Regions from separate parts of the Sus scrofa genome. Here all the other regions are linked to region 3. The links are chromatin contacts, called in public Hi-C and HiChIP or PLAC-seq maps. All regions are on one chromosome and are shown on one strand. Each heading gives the region's core, a stretch centred on a gene start, on an enhancer-like site or on the middle of the called end of the contact. The rest is flanking DNA. Distances are from core to core; before and after follow the strand shown.

Region 1 (3,873 bases), core at 355-2,854, 230 kb after region 3:
AAAAGATTTCCCCTTTTTCTTTTTCATGTTAAAGAACACATATTTAGCAATATCTAGTCTGACACTATCATCTCAAACCCAGCTCCTGGTGAATCACATATTTGACTAAAACTGCTTCATTGTTCATTTTAATGGCGCATATAAATGCACTAATATGCATTTCCAGCACACATCAATAACCTTATCACAAACATAAGCAATCGACACAGTGAAAGTGCAAAATTCCCTTTATCTTCGAATTAATAAGATAATTTTTGACTACTTATAAGTACAAGGCACGGTAGTAAACACAATTCAAAAACAATTCAAAAAACAATTCAAAAACCATCATATTCTCAAGATTCATCAGTTAAACAAACATATCACTGATAAAATCAACCTCAATCTTGTTTACAAAAACATGGTGAATGATTAACACATCATTTTCTCTTTATGGCAAAAATAAGCTTGCCCAATATAATATTTGACACTCTAGGTAGTACACCTTCATTTTATTGTGCTAAATATTCACTTGCAAAATGTAGCTCTTTAAAATTGTCTGCACACACATCGATTTGATTTGTCTGATTTTCAAGGCATATCAACACAAGAATAGGAAATTGTGGGCAAAAACGTGAAATAATCACACTGAGGTACATTATTCCAGTTCTCAACCATCTGTTTTCATATGGTAGACACAGCATAATTTTGTCACTTCAAAATTATACATTTTTCATCTTCATTTCCTCCCGTTAAAATTCAAACACACTATCGATTCTGTCTCTGGACATTCCAAAATATTAATAACTCTACTAGTTTTCCCTAATTCTCACGGTTCTGTTTCCCACCCACCCTTCTTACTCCTTTTTTGTTTCAGAATGCCTAACTTTTACACGAGGTATTTTGTTTTGTTTTCCAAAATCTCTCTTTGGAATGCTCTTCCCTCTTCTCTCCTTAAAAATGATTTCCCACAGCTAGGCGCCAATGTCTTTCTTTTTTTTTACACGATCAAACTGCGGAAGAGGACGAGACCGGGAATCGAGTAAGGAAACATTTGGGAATGTCAATGAGACAGCGACCTCTCCTTTGAAAAGAAAACACAACTCTCAGCACAGAGCTTTCAACAGAGCAAAAATACTTTGTTTTCCCGCTTTACTCCTGTTCCCTCCCTGACCTCAAAGACACCTTTCCTTAGCTCTGAGCCCCGGTCGCTCTGCTACGCCCGGGGCCTGCCTTTCCACCTCCCAAAGAAAAGAAAGCCAAGGAGAAAAGAAAAGGAAGCAGTAGCCTTCCCGCCGCGTCCGCGGGCTATCAGGACCGTGTCCCACGACTCACCTGGCAGGTGCGGCCGCCCGGAGAGTTGCACGAAGCGGTTGAGCTGGCCAGTCCCCCGACCCCCGCTGCCCCCACTGCCCCCGCCGGCCCCGCTACCTCCGCCGCCGCCGCCACCTCCTGCGGCGCCTCCTCCCCTCCGGCGGTTCCTGTCCCAGCCCTGGGCGGCCGACATGACCCGCTAACGACTGCCGCAGCCCGGTCGCGGCAGCCCGTGGCCCGGCGGCACTAGCGGAGCCTCCTTCCTGCGCTCCTCAAGAGACCCGGGAGACAGGGGAAGGGGGAGCGCCCGGTCTCACCAGCGACCAATGACTGACTTACTTGGTGACAGGCAGCCAATGGCCAATCGTCTTCTTGGCAGGTTGAGAGAGGCGGGGAGAGACGTGGTAACCATAGCTATGGCTAAAAAAAAAAAAAAAGTCGGGGGAGAGAAAGGCAGAAGCAGCCACTCATCACTCACATCCACCGCGTTAAGGCAGCCCGCATCGCGTTGACTCCGGCGGGATCAGGCGGGCCAATCGAAGGCCGAGTGAGAGAGACCACGCCTGCAGAAAGAGTCCCCGCGGCAGCCCTGACTCGAGGAGTTCAGGATTCGGGAACTCTTCCGCATAAACACCTAAATCAGAAACGGGACGCGCACATATTACACATATTTGGGGGCAATGCAGTGTCTCGCTTTACAGACTGAGATCCCTTTCTCTGACACACACAAAGAGCGCTCTTCGAGGGGAAAATAGCCAGGGGCGGAGTCTAAGCTTAACTAAGGGAATGAGGTTTCATTTGTCTTGTCTTTCAGCCGACTGGCGGAATTCCTCCTCAATTCAATATAAGCCACGTCGCAAGCAAACAATTTTAAACCTGGTTAACAAACGTGGGAAGATGTTCAACCTCACCAGTAATCATAAAAATGCAATTAAAGACCCCAGTGAGAAACCACTTCAGGCTTATGAAGTTAGTAAAGATTTTTTAAAATAACATCCAGCAGTGAACAGAGCGCCAAGAAAAAGGTTCTTTCATAGGTGATTGATGGCTATGTAAATGCTTTTGTTCAATCAAACTCCTTTTTGCTCTTAGAAAATTTGAATCAGCTGCAAGACAGGAACAGGTACTGAGAATCAGGATCAAAGGAAAAGGTCGATGTACAGATCAGAAATTGCTATTGTTCCAAAATTAAACAGAGTTTGGCTTTGAACTTACTGGGCGCGGGGCAAAGTGGGAAAATAGAGTGTTTACTGATGTTTGAATGGTAAGGGGAAATTATATACATTCCTCGAGGGAAAGAAAACTTTTCAAGATTCTTAGATCTGAGGACGTTTTTCTTCCTTTCTTTCTTGCTTGACGCTTCCTATAGGAGAGAAAAGCAAAGAAAAAAAATCTGCTGAGTTGATGATGCTATTCCCTTAGTGCAAATTTCACATCCCCCAAGGGCCCCGCCTCCTTGTTTTGCTACTTCCAGGCCCTGTGGAAGTATTTCACCCATGAAGCATTAGAAAGCACTGCTTACAAAAATGAGACATGAAAAAAAAGCTCTAAGGTTCTAAGATAGGAAAATCAAAATTAATAAATCTTAATTTTTAAAGAATCTGTACCACTGAGTAATCAAATAGTAGATGAAGAAAATTTTCTTTTCATAGCAACACTCCAAGCGGGAGTTCCTTTAGTGGCTCAGTGGAAAGGAATCTGACTAGCATCCATGAGGACATGGGTTTGATCCCTGACCTCGCTCAGTGGGATAAGGATCTGGTGGTAACAGGAGCTGTGGTGTAGGTCGCAGATGCTGGCTCAGATCTGACGTTGCTGTTGCTGTGGTGTAGGCTAGTGGCTACAGCTCCAATTCAACCTCTGGCCTGGGAACTTCCATATGCCATGGGTGTGACCCTAAAAAAAAAAAAAAAAAAAAAAAGAAAAGAATAGTCCAAGTAACAAATAACGAATGACAAACTATCACCATTTTGCAACCCCTGATGAATTCGGAGATCAACACATTGAACATCAACCACTGGTGTTATCGCAAAATGAAAACTGAGACCTATATGCTTCTAGAAAATAAACATGCCCAAGAAGTAGCCTTGTAGAAAAAACTGAACCTGAATCTCATCAGATGTCTACCTCTAATGACCAGTTTATAGGAAATTCAAGGACCCAGGAACATTTTTTTCAAAATACAGTTCCCGTTGTGGCTCAGCAGGTTACAAACCTGACTAGTATCTATGAGGATGCAGGTTTGATCCCTGGCTTCATCCAGTGGGTTGAGGATCCGGCATTGCCAGTGAGCTATGGTGTAGGTTGAAGACTCAGCTGGGATCCTACACTGCTGTAGCTGTGGCGTAGGCTGGCAGCTGCAGCTCCAATTTGGTGTCTAGCCTGGCATCTTCCATATGCCGAAGGTGCTGCCCTGAAAAGCAAAGAGCAAAAAAAAAAAAAAAAAAAACCAAAGATGCAAAAGGCAGAATCCGGAAGACTATGGATATCTACACAATAAACAAGCAAATCTCTTCAGCAAAAAAAATAGAAGAAGAGATTTGAAGGGAAAAAAATTTATAGGTTAAAAAGAGACTTGTG
Region 2 (3,716 bases), core at 250-2,749, 160 kb after region 3:
GTTTGTTTGTTTGTTTGTTTAATAGCCCCACACCCAGAACACATGGAAGTTCTCAGGCCAGGGATTGAATCCAAGCTACAGCTTCGGCAAAGCCGGGCACTTTAATCCACTGCTCCACAGCAGGAACTCCTATCAAGATTTTTAAGACAGCCACAGCAGATCATTAAACCCAGCCCAGGCCCCTTCTAGGCATGGGGTTCTGTATGATTGTCCAGGTCACAGGCCTATGAGGCCGATTCCATATTTAGCCTGAAAATAAAAAAGAAGGAAGCTGTTACATATTGTGAAACCCACAGGCAAGTAATGTTGACTTTTCAACCTACTTCAGCTTTTAGGTGAGATTTTTTTCCTTGTCAGGCTCAGAAAATGTGGATGTGTCTTGGGGATCAAACAGATGGATTGTCTCATTTTACAGAAGACACAGAAGCCCAGAAAGGGTCTGTGAGTACCCAGAGTCCAGCTTGGTGCTGTGTACCAGAACCCACTCTAGAGGTCTGGCCTGGGGACTGTGTCCCCAGGGAGCCCTAGCAGCACTACAGGACAGGGTCATTTTCCCCATCAGGCTGGCTCTGTGGTGCCAGGTCACCAGTATCCTGGACAGTCTCAGGACCTCCCACTGCCTACTCGGGCTGGACTCTTCCTCTGGTCTCTGGGCAAAGCAGAGACAAAACCAGAAGTCACCCTGTTCTTGGCTCCCTTTAGGAAAAGTGCCACTGGTCATGGAAAAGCTGAGTGGTGGCCTGAGAAAGAAGGGCTTGGCCCCTGAGCTTTGATGCTCCCTTCTCAGACTCCTCCAGGCAGTGGGTGTGTGCCATTTGCGGTAGAGGTAAGCAGAGAGGTTACAGGTGGGCTGCTGGACACAGCCTGCCTGCCAGGTGCAGACGCTGGCCCGGGTGGGGGATGGACACACCCACAGTCATCCTGGCAGAGGTTGGAGCAGGAGGCAGCAGGCAGGAGAGGGCGGCGTGGGGGCTGCACGGAGCAGAGGCAGTGGCAAGGACAGATGAATGTGTCATGGTTAGCAGGCAGGCAGAGGTGTCAGATGGGCACGCTTTTCTCCAGGGGAAAGAAGCCCGTGTGAGACACCATGCCAGACGGCGGAGAGGGGAGTGATTAGCAAGCACGGAGTGAGTCAGGCATCCAGTCCCTTGGGCAGAGCGCCGGCTGCGGGCTCTCCTGGGTGCAGACTTGGTGCCAGGCTACACAGCTGGCGCCGGGAAAGGTGCCAGGCTTCCTGCAGGGGCCTCAAGGGGTGGGACGGGAAGCCTGGGGTCTGATGGCCACCTGCTCCTGGCTGGAGTCCAGAATCCGCTGGTGTCTCTGCCCCTGGCCCCGCTGGCCTCAGCTACCTTCGGAGCAGGCCCGATACCCTCCAGCCCTCAGTCCCTCGCCTTTCCCGTCCCTCTTCCTCTCCCGCACCGCACACTGAGGACCTGGGGCTTCTGAAGAGCCTGAGGGAAGCAGACTTACTTCCAGCCCCCGCAGCCCCGCCCTCGCGGAAGACCAAGCCTGTGCCCTTCCGGGAAGGAAAGGACACCCCTGCGTGACGCGCCCTGAGGCTCTGGTGGTCACGGCCACAGCACCACGGGCTGTCCTGCCTGCCCACGACTCCTAGGCTGGTGACCACGAGTTTTCTGGTGCCCTGGCGAGTGTGGGCAAAAGAAACCCATCTGTTTTGCCTCCCCTACCATAAGCTGGAGACCTGCCAGTGGCTTCCCAAGCCGTCGGGCCCCTCATCCCGCAGGCTCCTGGGTCCCCACAGACCTGGAAGACTAACATTCTGTGGCCCCATTTCTAGAAGATCCCATTCAGAGCCGACAGCCCCTCCCTGCTGCCCCCAGGCCCCGGTGGTCCCGGAGCTCCTCGGAGCGGAGGGGGAGGGGGAAGGGGAGGCGGAGCGGGGAGGCCCCAGGCTGGGGTCAGAAACTCAGCCGCGCTCCTCTGCAGCTGCAGGAGGCCCAGCTCGGCCCGGGGAGCCTCTGTGCCCAAATTCTACCCCTAGGCGGGCTGTCGCTCTGCCTGGTCCGGGCAGGGGGAGCGAGGAAGGGCAGCCATGGCCTCTAACCTGCCCTCCCGGCCAGGCGTTAATCAAGCACCAGCTCCTCCCGGGATCCAGGAGGTTACTCGGGGGCCACACGCCAGATGTTAGCGTTTCCACAGCTGTGCCCGCGACTCCCGAGGACGAGGGAGCTTTTCATACTCCGTGGTGGTCCCCCCTGCTTGTCTTTCTCCTGCCAGAAATTTCTCTGCCCCAGCTGAGGAGGGGGATGGAGGGCGGGGGCAGGCGCCCTCTTCAGCCCTGGGACCGGCCAGGGGCAGGCCCGTGCCGGGCCTCTGTCCCCCGCCTGACCCTGCACAGGGCCTTCAGGGTCCTCTCGCCCCCCCGCGTCCCTCCGCGGAGCTATGGGCACTTCCGAGACCCAGGGCCTCGCTGCGTCCACCTTCCCAGCGCTTTCCGCCCCCGTCTCCATGTTCTGCGTCTGCGAATGAGATCAGCACAGCCGCGCTGAGGTAAGAGGCTCTTCAGCGGCCGAGCTGGGGAGGGAACAGCAGCCGCCGGGCCTCACCTGCCCGCGCAGCCCCGGCTCGGCTCGTCGTGAGGCGGTGACGCACGTTGTCTCTAAAGGCCAAAGCCAGCAGAGCGAGCCTGTCACCTGCGTCACCGCGCGGGCGGCCAGCTCACCCTGCCGTGCGTCACAGATTATAGGCCTGAGACAGGGGTGAATGGCCCCTCGTATCTTTGTGGGCTGGGCGAGCGAGTGCAGGGTGGAGGGTGGGGTGTGTTTTTTGTGAGGTGGATGGCTCGGGTGTTGGGTGGGCTGTGTTGGGTGCGGATTACGTGACTGTGCGTTGTGTGCGGTGTGGGGGCAGCCGTGGGGTGACGGTGCCCCCCGGGGAGGAGGCTTACACCGTAGAACCCTAACCCCCCCCAGTTAACGTTCCCTCCCAGAGACTGTTACCGGGAAGGGCCTCGGTTTGTGTTCCTTATAGAGTGATTCTCGAAGTGTGCTTTGGGAGTTCCCACGGCGGGGCGTCTCTGCAGAGCCAGGACGCGGGTTCCATCCTGGCGGAGCAGGGTGGATTAAAGGATCTGGAGTTATGGCAGTTGCGGCTTGGATCTGATCCCTGGCCTGGAACTCCGTGTGCCTGGGGGCTGGCCTAAAAGGAGGAGGAAAAAAAGCGTGGTTCACAGCAGATACGGCAGAACCTTTTCCATTTTGCTTTTTAGGGCCGCACCAGGGGCATATGGAGGCTTCCAGGCCAGGGGTCTGCTAGGAGCTACACCACACCCACAGCAACTCAAGATCTGAGCCTTGTCTGCGACCTACACCACAGCTCAAGGCAACGCGGGATCCTTAACCCCACTGAGTGAGGCCAGGGATGAACCTGTCACCTCATGGTTCCTAGTTGGATTCATTTCCGTTGAGCCATAAAGGGAACTTCTGTTCTTCAACTTTTAATGTTACCTCTTACTAGCTTCTTGGGCTTCATTTTTCGAAAGCCTCCTGGTGTCATAAATGAAGAAGCTCTTACTAGCTTCTTAGACTTCATTTTTTGACACCTCCCAGTGTCATAAATGAAGCCATGCCCCTGGGTTGGTTGTGTTCTCAATTCCTTTGGTGGGTAGATTTGTTTCTTGACCATTTTAGAATATTCCTGAGCACAGACACTTTGCTGTCTCTTTTGTTTCCTTTTTCCTCTCCGGGGTCTAATGT
Region 3 (3,902 bases), core at 666-3,165:
TTACTCATTATGCTCCAATTAAATTAAGGCAATAATAAAACTATAAACAAAATCTTCCTGCCTGAGTCACCAACAAGACACTTGCTATTTCTGGCCACAGGCAGGCCCAGAGGCAATTCTGTCACCTGGGAGTGGACCCCCTCTTGGTTTGCCAGTCCTCATGGATGGGGGTAGGGATGGACTCTGGTTAGAAGGGGGATGTGCCTGGAAGGAACAAGGGGGTAAGAAGCGGCCTCACAGGCTGGAGTGCGTCCAGCTAACAGTGGCCTTGTTTGTTGTGTCTGCTGGGAGCTTCTGCACCTGCTACACTTGATGAATGACAAATAGCAACAGATGAGCAGAGCGGGGGAGGCTGAAAGCTTTGTCTGCGTTTGCAGCCCACGCATGGAAAGCGGTTCCCCTGCCAACGACCAGGTGGCTTTGCCCAAATATGGAGAAACACTTCAGGCCATTAGTTCTGGTTTGAGCTAAGCAGAATAAACTAATCTTCCCCTGACCAAATGGGAATTAGCTGCCTGCCTCTCTCTGACGTTCATAGTCAAAGTCCTCTGAGCCTGCCTGTTTCACAAGTACCTGCTAATGGATTCATTAGCTATTTATTTTTCCTTCTCTAAAAATGTAATTTGTAGCAAGGGGAAATTGCTGGAAGGACGTGGTAAATTATTAAAAGCAGTAATCTTTGGGTAGTGGGATTATGGGAGCTTTTTGTCCCCTCTGGGCTTTTTTTCCACATTTTTTTTTTACATTGTGTATATACCAATTTTTTTTTTCCTGTGGTGAAACCCACAAAAGTTATTTTCTTTAAGAGGTAATTTGTCTTCTAGCCAGTCTGTCTCAGTGTCCATGGGCACTGCACACACTTTAGCCAGTTCTGAGGGGCCCACATGGATGCAATGTATGGTTATTTGAAGGCAAAAACACCTAATTTTACACAAACAGTTAAAAAAACAGACTTTTAGGCAACCCCCACACTGTGGGCTGCTAGCCACACTCTAGATGCTTCAGAACTATCCTTATTTTTCAATGAAAACAGACTCAAGACAGATTTTCAAGGCAATGGGTACCCAGATCTCGAATGTTCTGTCTTGTTGGTTTGGCCACCATCTGCAGATGTTCTTTTCAACAACAATGGCACCACCTCTTGTAGAGCCAAACCCTGATCTCCCAGTATAGTGTGGGAGCCACATCTGGAGGCCCATGGCTGTGCCCATACAACTCTCTGCTCTGGAGACTGTCTTGGCTAGACCCAGCACCCCACCCATCAAACTGCTGTATTCCCAGGGTCCACATACTCATCTCAGGGCTTTCTGGAGCCCTCGGTCTCCCCATCTAGTTCCTATGCTCCTGGAGTGGCAAGGAGATAATCAGGAGGAACACCAAGGGAACTCAGGAGGAAGCTGTTCACCCCTCCCTTGTTTCACACAGCCCTGCACATAAACACCAGTCCAACAGCCCTGGGTCACAAAGTAATTGGGTCAAAAATAAAAGCCAGGCTCAGGTCAATGTTGATGATAAGAACTAGCCTATCCTACATTTGAAATTTTGTTCTGGCCTCCCCAGAACAAAATTTAGGTCACAGGGTCTCAGGGAATAAGTTTGGAGGTATTTTCTTATAGCATGCTCCCTTTAAGGAAGAGCTCGAGGTTTGGGGCAAGGGGCACACATACGTTGTGGGATTTGAACAATGAGCAGGACTACTTTGGACCCTCTAAGCCTTTCTCTGTCATAGTTAGGATTTGACCCTCACAGTTAGTCCCCTTGCAGGGACCTGTTTCCCATGAAGGACTAGCGCACATACATATTTAATACACATATTCAACCTCTCCTCATATCCCATGGCTAATCCTAGGCATGTGCCTGCCTGTCCCTGGCCATGACTCACTTGCATTAGCTAACTGCCTAGCCTCCCCAGTTATGAGTCAACATAATATGACTGTGTGGGATACGTGCCAAGGACCAAGTCCTTTCCAGCCCTGCCCCCAAGCACATCAGGCTGCGGTACCTCCAAAGCCCGAATTCCAGTTCCTGTTAAGATCCACGCCAATGCAGAAGATTCCAGGTCTGCTGGACTTGTTCTTTCGCCATAAGCGGTTCTGAAAAAGTGCCGGGCAGGTGACCTCATTCACTGGGCCCATTCCCAGGGGTAGGAGTCCCTGACATCCTAGTCCAGGAGGGGAGGTCTGGTGGGAGAGGGAGAGGCAAAGGGAAAGAATCTCTAGGGCAGAAAGGGCTGGCATGGGGCTGGGCCAAGGCTGCAGACCAGATGCTCTATGGTTAAAGCTGGGGTGTAGAAAGAGGCCTGAGCACAGCCAACCAACAGTGGCCTTCCCTGGGCAGCAAGAGGGAGGTTAGAGGGTAAGAGCTGCAGCTTCGGTACCTGAGCAGACTGCCTGCCTCAGTGAGACTCTGCAAGAAGCCCCGAGGGGCCTGCTCCCAGGGAACTTCGGCCCAAAACAACAGTGACCTTTCCTCCATTCCCCCAGAGCTGACGCCTGGGCCCCTCCCTCTCAGGTGGTCTCACCATGCTATGAGTAAAAGCAAACCCATCAGGGTTGGACACAATCTCCATGAAGATGTCCATGGCGTTCAGTACATCTGTCACAATGCGGTCTTTGCCGTATTTATTGACAATCTGCAAGAAAGAGCAGAGTGGGTACTGGGTGAGGGTTGGAGGTACTACTGGGCTCTGCTCCCAGGTAGAGCAGGACATTTGTACAGCCAATGGCGGACACAGGAATGGCATCAGGCCATCAGATACATCTTGTGCAGAACCAAGGGCGTGGATTTTAAAATACTAGAAAGCAGAGGATAAATGGGGGCTCTGGGCTGCAAAAGGCCAGAGCACATGGCAGCTGTTCCAAAGGGCAGGAGGGTAGAGAGTGGCCTGAATTAGACAAACCAAGTATAAGTTTTCAACTGGAGGTGGCCTTAAATAGTTGAGCATCCCCCAGCCCCAGCCCCAGCCCCGGCCCCCATTATCCATGCTGACCTTCCTGGCAGTCCAGATGCCGGTGGCATGAGTGATCCATTCCCGGGAGTGGATTCCAGTGTCAATCCAGATGGCCGGGCGTTGAGAACCTCCAGTGCTGAACTGGGGAAAAGCAAAAGGCACCAAACAAGTTTGGACCAAGACAGCTTACAGGGCTGTCCCTGCCTGGACGGAGGCTCCAGATGTATCCTCACTACCTGGAGCAGGCCTATGTTCCTAAGAGGAGGGCTGTATGTGCAGGAACCTGTGCACGAGCCCATAAAGTGCCATGTATGGGGGCCCTGGCAACACAGTGACGCTGGTGGAGAACAAAGTGATATAACCAGCAGAGAATGTCCCAGGTTTGGAAACATTTTAGACTAGTGCTTTTCAAACATCAAAGGACATTCAGGGATCTTACTAAAATGCAGATTCTGATTCAGTAGGTCTGGAAGGGGACTGAGGTTAGACATTTCTAACAAACTCCCAGGAATGCTGCTGCTGCTTCAAGTCCAAGGACCACACCGAGTAGCAAGGTCTTAGACAATATTAAAGGGAGAACATGGACAGCCTCTAGGGAAACAAAGCAGGCACAGGTGAAGTCAAGTCCTAAGTTAGGTGAGACCACTTGATCCTTCAGAGGGGTCCGCCAGGGCATTGTTTAGAGCAGCAGCACCTGTCTTCTCTGAGAGCTGGATGTCAAACGCCCAGAGTGGTCCACACTCCTGAGTGCCCTTTAGGGCCCAGAAGAATCATTTTCTAGTAGGCTCCACACTCTCAGCCATCCTGCCTCCTTCATGGCTAAGGGTACTGTTACAGTTAAGTTTACTCAAACTCTGTTTCCAGTGGCCCCTGTGAAGGGCTGGAAATTCTCCTCATAGACTCGGGCCTATCTGTGGGGATACCTGTGGGGATACCTGAACCAGATGACCTC

What was found. A called contact is a pair of places that touch in the nucleus more often than the background predicts. HiChIP or PLAC-seq counts read pairs in DNA pulled down with a chosen protein or histone mark.
Region 1: a Hi-C map of embryonic fibroblasts shows a contact between it and region 3, with 2.4 times the contacts expected there. The contact joins the promoter of KLHDC10 here to the enhancer-like site in region 3. A contact is called at or near these places in 1 of 5 promoter capture datasets (fetal liver), 2 of 47 Hi-C or Micro-C datasets (embryonic fibroblasts and epiblast stem cells) and 1 of 2 datasets of contacts at active chromatin or transcription factors (alveolar macrophages).
Region 2: an H3K27ac HiChIP or PLAC-seq map of skeletal muscle shows a contact between it and region 3, with 3 times the contacts expected there. The contact joins two enhancer-like sites. A contact is called at or near these places in 2 of 47 Hi-C or Micro-C datasets (both in embryonic fibroblasts) and 1 of 2 datasets of contacts at active chromatin or transcription factors (skeletal muscle).

What each region holds. Positions count from the first base shown.
Region 1 is chr18:18,721,486-18,725,358 of Sscrofa11.1, forward strand. KLHDC10 (kelch domain-containing protein 10) reads right to left here and starts at 1,605. Exons shown (of 10, transcript XM_021079115.1): 1 at 1,411-1,605. The coding sequence starts at 1,486.
Region 2 is chr18:18,653,267-18,656,982 of Sscrofa11.1, forward strand. No RefSeq gene overlaps it. Among named protein-coding and RNA genes, the nearest start is that of TMEM209, 40 kb to the left of the region's middle. Within about 2 kb of position 1,500, at least 56 of the 83 cell types and tissues checked have an H3K27ac peak or open chromatin away from gene starts, as enhancers often do. A contact at or near this core is called in embryonic fibroblasts and skeletal muscle, where this site is marked.
Region 3 is chr18:18,490,071-18,493,972 of Sscrofa11.1, forward strand. CPA5 (carboxypeptidase A5) reads right to left here. Exons shown (of 12, transcript XM_021078824.1): 7 at 2,990-3,091; 8 at 2,522-2,632; 9 at 2,003-2,093. Among named protein-coding and RNA genes, the nearest start is that of CPA1, 16 kb to the left of the region's middle. Within about 2 kb of position 1,916, at least 46 of the 83 cell types and tissues checked have an H3K27ac peak or open chromatin away from gene starts, as enhancers often do. A contact at or near this core is called in alveolar macrophages, embryonic fibroblasts, fetal liver and 1 more, where this site is marked.